2 separate regions of the Oryctolagus cuniculus genome follow, and region 1 is linked to region 2. Evidence: chromatin contacts called from public Hi-C data. All regions are on one chromosome and are shown on one strand. The core of a region is the stretch at or near the end of the contact, and the rest is flanking DNA. Distances in the headings are between cores, read along the strand shown.

The links. A called contact is a pair of places that touch in the nucleus more often than the background predicts.
Region 1: a Hi-C map of skin fibroblasts shows a contact between it and region 2, with 4 times the contacts expected there. The contact joins the enhancer-like site here to the promoter of RNF150 in region 2. A contact is called at or near these places in 2 of 6 Hi-C or Micro-C datasets (skin fibroblasts and an unstated tissue).

The regions. Positions count from the first base shown.
Region 1 is chr8:23,832,275-23,837,658 of mOryCun1.1, reverse strand. The region is part of intron 6 of RNF150 (ring finger protein 150); the gene reads right to left. Among named protein-coding and RNA genes, the nearest start is that of TBC1D9, 170 kb to the left of the region's middle. Within about 2 kb of position 1,273, at least 2 of the 8 cell types and tissues checked have an H3K27ac peak or open chromatin away from gene starts, as enhancers often do.
Region 2 is chr8:23,555,997-23,560,916 of mOryCun1.1, reverse strand. It overlaps RNF150 (ring finger protein 150), which reads right to left and starts at 2,786. Exons shown (of 7, transcript XM_051819466.2): 1 at 1,364-2,786. The coding sequence starts at 1,874.

The DNA.
Region 1 (5,384 bases), core at 24-2,523, 280 kb before region 2:
ATGGAAACATCAAGTCTAGTTTAAAGGTCAAGTTGCAGAACACAGCAAAGAAGGGAATCCTTTACTTTTTGCTCAGGGAGGGGTTAGGGAGGGGAGGACAGAACTAGGAACACACCCTCTTATACATGCATTTTCAAAAAGAAAGAGGCCCTTTAAATAGAGAATTTGCAGAAATATATTGTCCTGAGGAAGAGCATAAACAAATTATAAGGCACATAGCTCGGTGTTAACCTGGAGACTAAACACTGACATGAGCACATTTGGCTGTTTATATGCAGGCATCGTTTTACACAGACCTGTTCAGTTGACAAAGTCTATTTCAGGTTGCTAATATAGTGGTCAGTTCTGACCATTCTGACCATCTGCTTCCCCAGAAAGCACATGGAAGACTTTAAAAAGCTTCAGAATCCTGGTTACCTCCACCTCCTCCACATAAAACTGCGTAATTCACCTTTGGCTGGTTCGAAAGCAGGTTACAACCAGCATGTTGGGTGATGGGGAAGATAGGGGGAGCTCAAAGTAGTGGCAGAAATATGCTCTCAAAAATGGATAGACTGGCCAGTGCCACGGCTCTATAGGCTAATCCTCCACCTGTGGCACCGGCACACCGGGTTCTAGTCCCGGTCGGGGTGCCGGTTCTGTCCCGGTTGCTCCTCTTCCAGTCCAGCTGTGGCCTGGGAGTGCAGTGGAGGATGGCCCAAGTGCTTGGGCCCTGCACCCCATGGGAGACCAGGAAAAGCACCTGGCTCCTGGCTTTAGATCAGCGTGGTGCGCCAGCCACAGTGTGCCGGCCACAACGTGCCGGCCACAGCGGCCATTGGGGGGTGAACCAAAGGAAAAGGAAGACCTTTCTCTCTGTCTCTCTCTCTCACTGTCCACTCTGCCTGTCAAAAAAAAAAAAAAATGGATAGACTAACTCTTAGCTACAGAAAAGAAGTCTGATGTTTTGACCTAAAGGATGGATGGATGTCCAAACAATAAATTACTGAAATTCACTGGGATGGATATGTTTACATACCTTCCCGGAAAACCTAATGGGTTACATCTGAAACACCTGATGGCAAGAGAAACTGGTCCAGTCAAGCATGTTATAAAAATCATGACCTCACCCATTCCTCTGGCTCACAGAATATTATTTCCTGCTCTTTGAGTTTAGAACAAAAAAAATTGAATTGATAATCAATATTTGTCCTTGCCATGGGAGTTCTGGGCCATGAGTTCAGAGTGAGAATAAAGGAGTTGCAAATGCAGCCAGCTGCTCAGTGAGGTAAGGGTGTAGGAAGGGCAAAGGCAATGAGAGGGGACACGGAGCTGGGCTATGAGGCATTCAGCCAGGTTTCTGGTTCAGAGAAACCTTTCACAAAAAAGTAGGCTAATGGTGATGGTGATGGTGATGCAGCTGCAGCAGGCTTAGACGAACCCACTGTGCCCACGTGGCAGTGTCCTCAGCACACTGGCAGCCTGCAACTGCCTGCTGTTCAAATGGTATCACACTGACCAGGTCAGGGTTGAGACTGGGTCTTCCGACTTAGCCAGCTCTGTTTAACTACTTATTTTCCCTTTTGGGGCATTCTTAAAATTCAAAACAAAGCCATACTCCCCCATGGCAAACATAAAAATCATATCCATCTAAGTGTTAGTTTGTACCTGTGTTCCTGTCCCTCCTACCCTGGGAAATCACTACTATCTTTCTTGAACCCCTATTCACCAGGAAGATTTGGTTGAAATTTAGAATCAGTGTTTTAAAAAATGATTAACAGTTTGTTGTGTCCCACATATAAAAATTAGTCATTACTTTATGGGATGTTTTTTCAGGCACACTGTCCCCTAGCTCCAACCACTGGTTAAAAGGATCCCCTACATATGTCACTGGGACTTGGTGCCTCTTTAAAATCTGATGTTACCCTGGAGTAGACTTTTTGGAGGGAACATTAAAAAATACAACAAAAGTACAGGAAATAATAAACTAAGTGCTGTGTCTCTACCACCAACTGTTGATAATTACTGACATTCAGACCTCTGTTCAATGTTACCTCTTCAGATAAGCCCTCCTTGATTGCCTGTCCTGATAGTTCCTGATCATTTTCTTACTCCCTACCTTGCCTTATTTGTTTATTTTTGGTAATAATATCATGGCATTATATCCTATGTTTCTTCAATCTTATTCAACAGAATGATCTCAGTCTCCATGAGTTCAGGGACCACCACAAGATTCCCCTGCACAGGGGCTGGCGTTGTGCCAGCATCCCATATGGGTGCCAGTTCCTGTCCCAGCTGCTCCACTTCTGATCCAGTTTCTTGCTAATGGCCTGGGAAAGGCAGCAGAACATGTCCCATGTGCTTGGTCCCCTGCCACTCACATGGGAGTACTAAAAGAAGTTCCTGGCTCCGAGCTTTGGCCTGACCCCATCTCAGCTATTGTGGGCATCTGGGGAGTGAACCAGTGGATAGATATCTCTATACGTAACTCTTTCAAATAAATAAATAAATCTTAAAAAAATTCCCCAGCACAGAGAGAAGAGTCTGAATTATAACAGGCTCTGAATGGATATTTATTGACAAAGTTATATTTAAGCCTGCATTTTAGTAAAAACAAAACAAGTTCCCCAAAGCCCACATTATTCCCTTATAAAATCCTATTTCTTCATAGAAAGGCAGATGTCCTAAATAGCACTCTGGCCTCAGAATCAGCCCTAAAGGCATTCGGATCTGGCTGAAAAGCCCATGAGAGTATTTCAGGCATGGAAAGCCAAGACACTTTGGCAAAAGATCTCTGTGAGTGAGATCCCAGTGGAAAGAACAGGTCATCAAAGAAGGAGGTACCTTTCTCTGAAGGGAGGAGAGAACCTCCACTTTGACTATGACCTTGTCTAAACAAGATAAGAGTCGGAGAACTCAGAGGGCTTCCATAGCCTTGGAAACTCATGATTGGAGCATAGGGAGATTACTGATGCCATAGACAGGAGTGTCAATTGGTAAAGTCAACAACAGGAGTCACTGTGCACTTACTCCTCATGTAGGATCTCTGTCCTTAATGTGCTGTGCATTGAGATTTAATGCTATAACGAGTGCTCAAACAATATATTTCACTTTGTGTTTCTATGGGGGTGCAAACTGTTGAAATCTTTACTTAATGCATACTAAACTGATCCTCTGTAAAAAAAAAAAAAAAGAAATTATCAATTCCCAACTTGACTCTCACTGGGATTAAACATGACAATAGGTCTGATCTGATTTCATCATCATTTAAAAAAATCATCTATTATTTTTCACTTTATGTTTCTGTGTGGGAGCAAACTGTTGAAATCCTTACTTAAGGTATACTAAGCTGATCTTCTGTATATTAAGATAATCGAAAATGAATCTCGATGTGAATGGAAGGGGAGAGGGAGTGGGAAAGGGGAGGGTTGTGGGTGGGAGGGACGGTATGGGGGGGAAGCCATTATAATCCATAAGTCGTACTTTGGAAATTTATATTCATTAAATAAAAGTTAAAAAAAAAAGAAAAAAAAATCCTATTTCTAACAAAGTAGCTTACAGTACATTTTATACAAATGTGTGTGAGCAGGTGATAAATGAATCCACGAGCTAATGAAGCATTGTTTTGTGGATTAATTTTTAAATATAAATTATAGATTGATGTTTATGTAGTTCTGCAACTTTTTTTCTATTAATCTTATTTTTAAGCTTTAATAATACTATGTATTTAATTTCTGTTTACTGCCACTAACCAAATATAGTATCTAAGAATAGGCTATATTTTATTTGCCAATTCCTAAAACGGATGATTGGGTTCTATATAATTTTATATTGCTATAACAACTTTTTCCTTGTCTACGTGTTATGGGCTGAATGTGTTTCACCAGATTCAAATGTTGAAACCCCACCTTATATGTGATGTGATGGTATCAGGAGGTGGGGTTGGGAGAGGGAATTAAATTTAAATGAGATTATGAGGTTGGGACTTCATGAAGAGATTAGTGTCCTTACAACAAAAGATGGGCGTGCTCTCTCTCTCTCTCTCTCTCTCTCTCTCTACTGTGTACGGAACAGTCAGATGTGGTCACCTGCAAGCCAGCAAGAGGGCTTTCAGCAGGACTCCAACCACACTGACATCCTGATCTTAGAATCCCAGCCTTCAGAACCATGAAAAATACACATCTGTATTTAAGCCACCATGTATAGGATTTTGTTACAGCATCCCAAGCACACGAGTATGATGTATCTTTTAGCAGCCCTCCACAGTGGTAGTTTTCTTCGTTTCTGGTTTTCAGAACAAACAAGACAAAATTATTCGCTTCTCAGTGGAAAGTGCAGTTTGAAGAGTTTTATAAAGCAGCTCCCAGATGCTATCATTTGTTTCAGCTCTCCAGAAAATGAATGTCAAATTAATAAAAGAAATGAAGAGGTGTAAAGTACTGTTTTTAGTCACTGGTCCCAGAAGATTAATTAGAATAGCTGGTCACCTGTCTCATCTGTCTTTGTGTTACAGGCTGATGGCAGGGGGCCATGGATGTGGGAGGAGCAGGTGAGTAATAGCACTGGTAAAAAATGGGAGCTTTGGCCAAGAATTTTTCTAACACACGTTGCCACAGCCATTAACTATTATTAGTTTATCATCATTTCATCCACTCCATTTGCTTTCATTTTTAATATTCTTTCACATATTTGAGCTCTGGTTACAGCAGACTGCGTGACCCTTAGAAAAGCAAAGGTACTGGGGCCAGCGTTGTGGCGTAGCAGGTAAAGCCACTGCCTGCAGCGCCGAGATTCCATATGGGCGCTGGTTCGTATCCCAGTTGCTCCACTTTCCACTTTCCTGGGAAAGCAGTAGAAGATGGCCCAAGTTCTTGGGCCCCTGCACCTGCGTGGGAGACCTGGAGGAAGCTCCTGGCTCCTGGCCTTAGATCGGTGCAGCTCCGGTCATTACAGCCAATTGGGGAGTGAACCAGAGGATGGAAGACCTCTCTCTCTCTCTCTCTCTCCCCCTCTCTCTCTGCCTCTCCTTATCTCCCTGTGTAACTCTGCCTTTCAAATAAATAAATAAATCTTATATATATATAAAAAGAAAAGCTAAGGTACTCTCTCAAAACCTCTGAAAGAGCCAGAATGTGGCAGATCTACTGTGGACCCAGAGCTACTGTTTTTGCTCTATTGGGTTTCATGGTGCTCCATGAAGACCTACGGGCTCCCACAGGTACCTCAGGGGCTGCTGTAGGAATAACAGGTGACACTGAATAGTGGTGCAGGGTGATGGTGATAAGAGGAAGGTCACAAAGCTGACTGGAAGAAAGACTGCTAAGATGGCTCGTCCAAAACCCAACCATTTCTCTCCCTCTCTTAGAACTGAGCACGGAAAAACAGAGGCAGACAACTAATTAATA
Region 2 (4,920 bases), core at 1,537-4,036:
CTGGCCTGTGTTTTCTAAGTGTTGAATGCTTCCCCTTTCCGCCCATCTGTGTTAAGGTTGACAGTTTCTTGAGGAAAACAGCTGGTGTTAATTACCAGAGGCAACCCAACTGCATATTTCACTAGTAGGTGACATGAGCTCTTGGAATGGAAACTTGTCCCCAAAGAAACACCCCTGCAAGTGTGGCCAAAGCTTGGTGTCCCATTCCAGTAGCCTGTGTAGTAAAGCCTGGCTTTTAAAGTAATCTATTTCATTAGGCAACTCCACTCGGAAAATCTATCTAATTTCTATCCCCTCCTTCCTCCGGCTGGATGCCACCGTCGCAGCCCAGGAGCAGCTCACGGAGGGTGGAAGGCCCAGTTCTCAAGTTCACAGATACAAGCAACAACCCTGTACTCAGGAGGCAAGCCTGCCAGGAGGCGCAGCTCATGCCCACAGGAGACGCCCGTTTTAAATTGTGATCATTCTCATCATGGACACTTTGTTTACTTAAGGCATATGCATTATGGAGTTGGGTTTGGGGCTACTGATGTAACTAGCACCAGTGATGATTAAGTAAAAAATTCATTCTTTCAATACAGAAAATGCGTCTTCTTGCCAGAAAGCAAGCCTTCAGCATGTTTAACCTATTAATGAGGCACAGGATAAATGCAAAACAGGAAAAGCAGTTATCACTTTACGGCCACCGCACTCGTCTCGGCTGGTGGGGGATGCAATGATGTACCTACTACTGGCCCTCCGGTCAGCTTCTCCTGGCGGCCAGGTGCAGCTTAGTACTTTTAATCTCACAGTATTCGTGACGTGGGTCAACCCAGAGCGGAGTGGGGGGGGGGGGGGGAGGTGAGCACTCAATCTCCCAGCAAGAGTTGAAACCTGACTTGGAGAGGCAAGTTCTTGGTGGTGAGCTGTCTTCAGGTAACCCTATCCACCTCCTGATACACAAACGCCACCATCAGGGGTACACCTGATGCACGCACCCGCGTGCACAGCTGAGTTATCAGATCTGCCGGCTCCAAACAGGCACAGGTCCCGTCAATAACCAAGAAGAAATCCCCACCTTCCAGATCCTCCCGGAAAAGTTAGCCCACCTCTGCAAACCCTTGTCCCGGAGGCGCTCTGCCAAGCTCGCTAGTATTCTCCCGGATACAATTAATCCTCACCCCTTTGTAACCCTCCCCACCCCCGCCCACCCTGTCATCCCCAAGTGACTGGAAGCAAAACTTAATAGGTGCAGGGCTCCGAGACGCGTCCTCTGCGCAGCACGGACTTCCCAGAAAGGAGCGCGCAGGCAGGCGCAGGACCCCTCCGGACACCTTCACGTCCTGGGGCTTCCCCCTCCCCCGAGCGCGGCCCCGCGGCTCACCTGCGTGGGGCATGGTGATGGTCTCGTTGGTGTTGGAGCCCGCGTTGAAGATGACCACGGCGGAGGCGTTCTGCAGGAACGCGTTGCGGATCTTGTCCCTGTAGGTGCAGTTGCCCTTGGGGATGAGGGCTATCCAGTTCTTGCCGTGCGTCGGAGCGGCGAACTTGGTGTTGGGGTCACAGGCCAGGCGGTCGTGGGCCGAGCTGGCCATGACCACCTCCCCGCGGGCGTCCTGTTTGGGGGAGTGCTCTCCGTAGCGCCCGCACTCAGTCTTCTCCGTGTGCAGCTCCGAGCCGGCGCCGCCGCCACTGCCGCCGCCGCCGCCGCCGCCCGCAGCCCCGGCCCCCGGGTCCGGCGCGGGCTCAGCGTAGGTGATGTTCACGAAGGCGGTGTACCATTCCTCCTTCTCGGCCACGGTGAAGTCCAGGCAGAGTAGATGCACGAAACAAAAGGAAAGCAGCCATGTTGAGAGAGCCAGACTGCGGCACGCTTGGATGAGAGACATTGCCATCTTTCTCCGCCGGCGCCCCCGCCCCGCCCCCCGCGCCCTCCCTCTGCCCCGCGCCTCCTCCCGGGCCCTGGCCCAGTCCGCGCCGGCCGCTTCTCTTTCCCGCGGCCGCTGCTCACTCTCCCTCCTGAGGGGCCGCGGCCGGGGCGCGCAGCCGCCGCGGGCACGGGATTCCGGGCGAGCGGGTCGCGCGGGCCCCGTCGCCTTTCAGCCGAAGCGCGGCGGTTGCATTTTGCTCCTCAGCCGTGCAGGGGGCGCGGGAGGAGAGGGCGCGCGGGGCTTGAGGAGGCGTCCGGCTGCCGAGCGTCCTGCGCCTCCGCCCGGCTTCTCCGTCTCTCATAGGGGTAGCAGGGGGCTCCGGAGCGCGCGAGGTGACGGCCCCACGCCCTCTCTAGTCCCGGCAGGGGCCGGGGTGGCTGTTCGCAGGCAGGGGTGCTGCCGAGGGAGTCCCGGCCGCCGCCGAGCGCCGGAGAGCGCGGGTCGAGCTGCTGCCGCGGCGGCCGCTACCTCAGCGCGCCGGGTCGGAGGGGCCTGCGAGCGTGTGCTGCCGCCCTCGTCGGGTGGCTGCGCGGGGCGCACTCTTGCCGCGGGACGAGTGCGCGGCCCGGGTGTGCGTGTGTCTGTGTATGTTTGTGTGTGTGTGTGTGTAGAATGTGTGCGTGCAAGGAGGAGCTTAGTGTGATGTCAAAGCTTCGGGGCTTCGCTCGCCGCGCTCCCTCGGTCTCTTCACGGGCAGCAGCGACCCCTGGCGGGTCTCAAACTCAGCCCCAGTGGGTGACTTGGTCCAGGTGGGGTTTGCAGTAGGGAAAAGGAGCCTTTGACCTCTGAGTACAGAAACTGCTTCCTGCGCCTTAAATACTCCTATGCGGAAATGGTCGAGCTTCCCCTAAACCACTCGCCCATTCGCTGAACACGTGCGGTGACTTTCCTTTTCCAAAGCCAAAGTGTAAGGTGGGTTGAACGATGCCACAGCGATACCTAGGGAAGTGACTCCCAAATGCTGGTTTAAGACAGCCTGGGGGCCAGCGCAGGCTGGAGTCCTTGCTGCTCCTCTCCAGATACAGCTCTCTCTACTATGGCCTGGGAAAACAATGGAAGATGGCCCAAGTGCTTGGGTCCCTGCACCCACGTGGGAGACCCAGAGGAGGCTCTTGGCTCAGCTCTGTTCATTGCGGCCTTTGGGGAGTGAATCAGCGGATGAAGACCTCTCTCTCTGTCTCTCTGTCCCTCTCCCCCTCCCCCTCTCCCTCTCCCTCGCCCTCTCTGTAACTCTGCCTTTCAAATAAAATAAATCTTAAAAAAAAAAAAACAGCCTGATGAGCCCTGCGTTAGCATTTCTGAGTTATTAGATCTGGGGTGAGACCCCCAATATCCGTGTCTAGCAAGTTCTCAGGCAATGCTGACACAGCTGGTCTAGCAACCACTCCATTAGGGTGGGTGTAGGAATGGGCCTCTCTGCGGCCAGCTGGGAGCAAACGCGTGGCATTTGTTTTGCAGAACGGATGCCTTCTAATTGTGAGAAGCTGGTGAGCTATTTCTCCACTGTGTTTATTGCAGTTGTCATGCCTGGTGACAGAGCCCCCGGGGCATCAGCAGGCAAGGGAGGTTTGTTTGGGTTACTGTTGTTTATGTGTGTTCTCCGGGTTGTGTATGGAGATTACCACCAGTCAGCAGAGAGTGTGGTATTCCCAGAATGGCATTCTTGAAACTGACACAGCACAGTTCTTCACAATGTTAAATGTTTGGAAAATTGTTATCCCTTCTCACGTCTGGTTTCCTTTGCTTGAGATCCATGTCATAAAGTTTGTAAAAATATGTGTGTGACAGTTCTCTTTTTTTTTTTCAAAACATCTATTTATTTAGTTGAAAGTCAGAATTACAGAGAGTGAGAGAGAGAGAGAGTGAAAGAGAAAGAGAGAGAGAGCTCTTCCATCCACAGTTCATTCCCCAAGTGGTCACAGCTACAACCAGGAGCTTCATCCTGGTCTCCCACGTGGGGCCTAAGCATCTTCCGTTGCTTTTCCAAAGCCATTAGCAGGGAGCTGTATCAGCAGTGGCACAGCAGGGACTTGAACCTGATGGGATGGCCGGTTTCTTTGGCCATGGCCTTACCTGCTAGGCCAGCCCCTGCTTGAAGATTCTCACGTACCCTGTCCTTCCCAGTGGATCTCTGTCAGAGAACCTGGAATCCAATTCATGTTTAGGAAAGAAATCCACCTTTCCCAGGACCTCCACATGCGTCCGGCTTTCTGTTAATGGCTGCCATTGGCATGACTTCTCCTTTCCCAGCAGCAGCAGAACAAACAGCTGGTGGCTGTTAGGGGAGAGCGAAGAACCCCAGCTACACCCAAATTAGAAGCAGGCACAAGAACTACTTACAAGAATTTGTCTCTATGGTATTTGATGGGCTGGATTTGTGTGTGTTCCTAGCTTGTTCATTTTTGAAACTAGGCTTCTAGGCAAGTGGGGCAGTGCTTATTATAGTGTCTCATGCCAAGAAGGCATGAGTGGAGACTGCCTGGCTGCTGGTTGCTGAACCACCAGAGAGCTGAGGGAGGAGGCCATTGACTGCAACCACCCGGCTAGTTCTGTTCAGATACCTTCACCGAAACACGGGGTTCCCCAACCTTTCTGTCGCTACTGTTTCTGCAGCCTCAAAAACTGGAGAATCTGTCATTGAGAATTTACAGCTTTTCCTTATCCTTTCTGTCTCTTAGAAAAGTTATGGGTGGGGCTGGCACTGTGGCGTAGCAGGTAAAGCCGATGCTTGCAGTGCCGGCATGTCATATGGGTGCCGGTTCTAGTTCCGGCTGCTCCACTTCCAATCCAGCTCTCTGCTATGGCCTGGGAAGGCAGTGGAAGATGGCCCAAGTCCTTGGGCCCCTGCACCCGCGTGGGAGACCCGGAAGAAGCTCCTGGTTCCTGGCTTCAGATCGGCACAGCTTTGGCTATTGTGGCCATCTGGGGTGAGAACCAGCTGATAGAAGATCTCTCTCTCTCTCTCTCTCTCTCTCTCTCGATCTCCCCCACCCCTTTCAAATAAATAAAT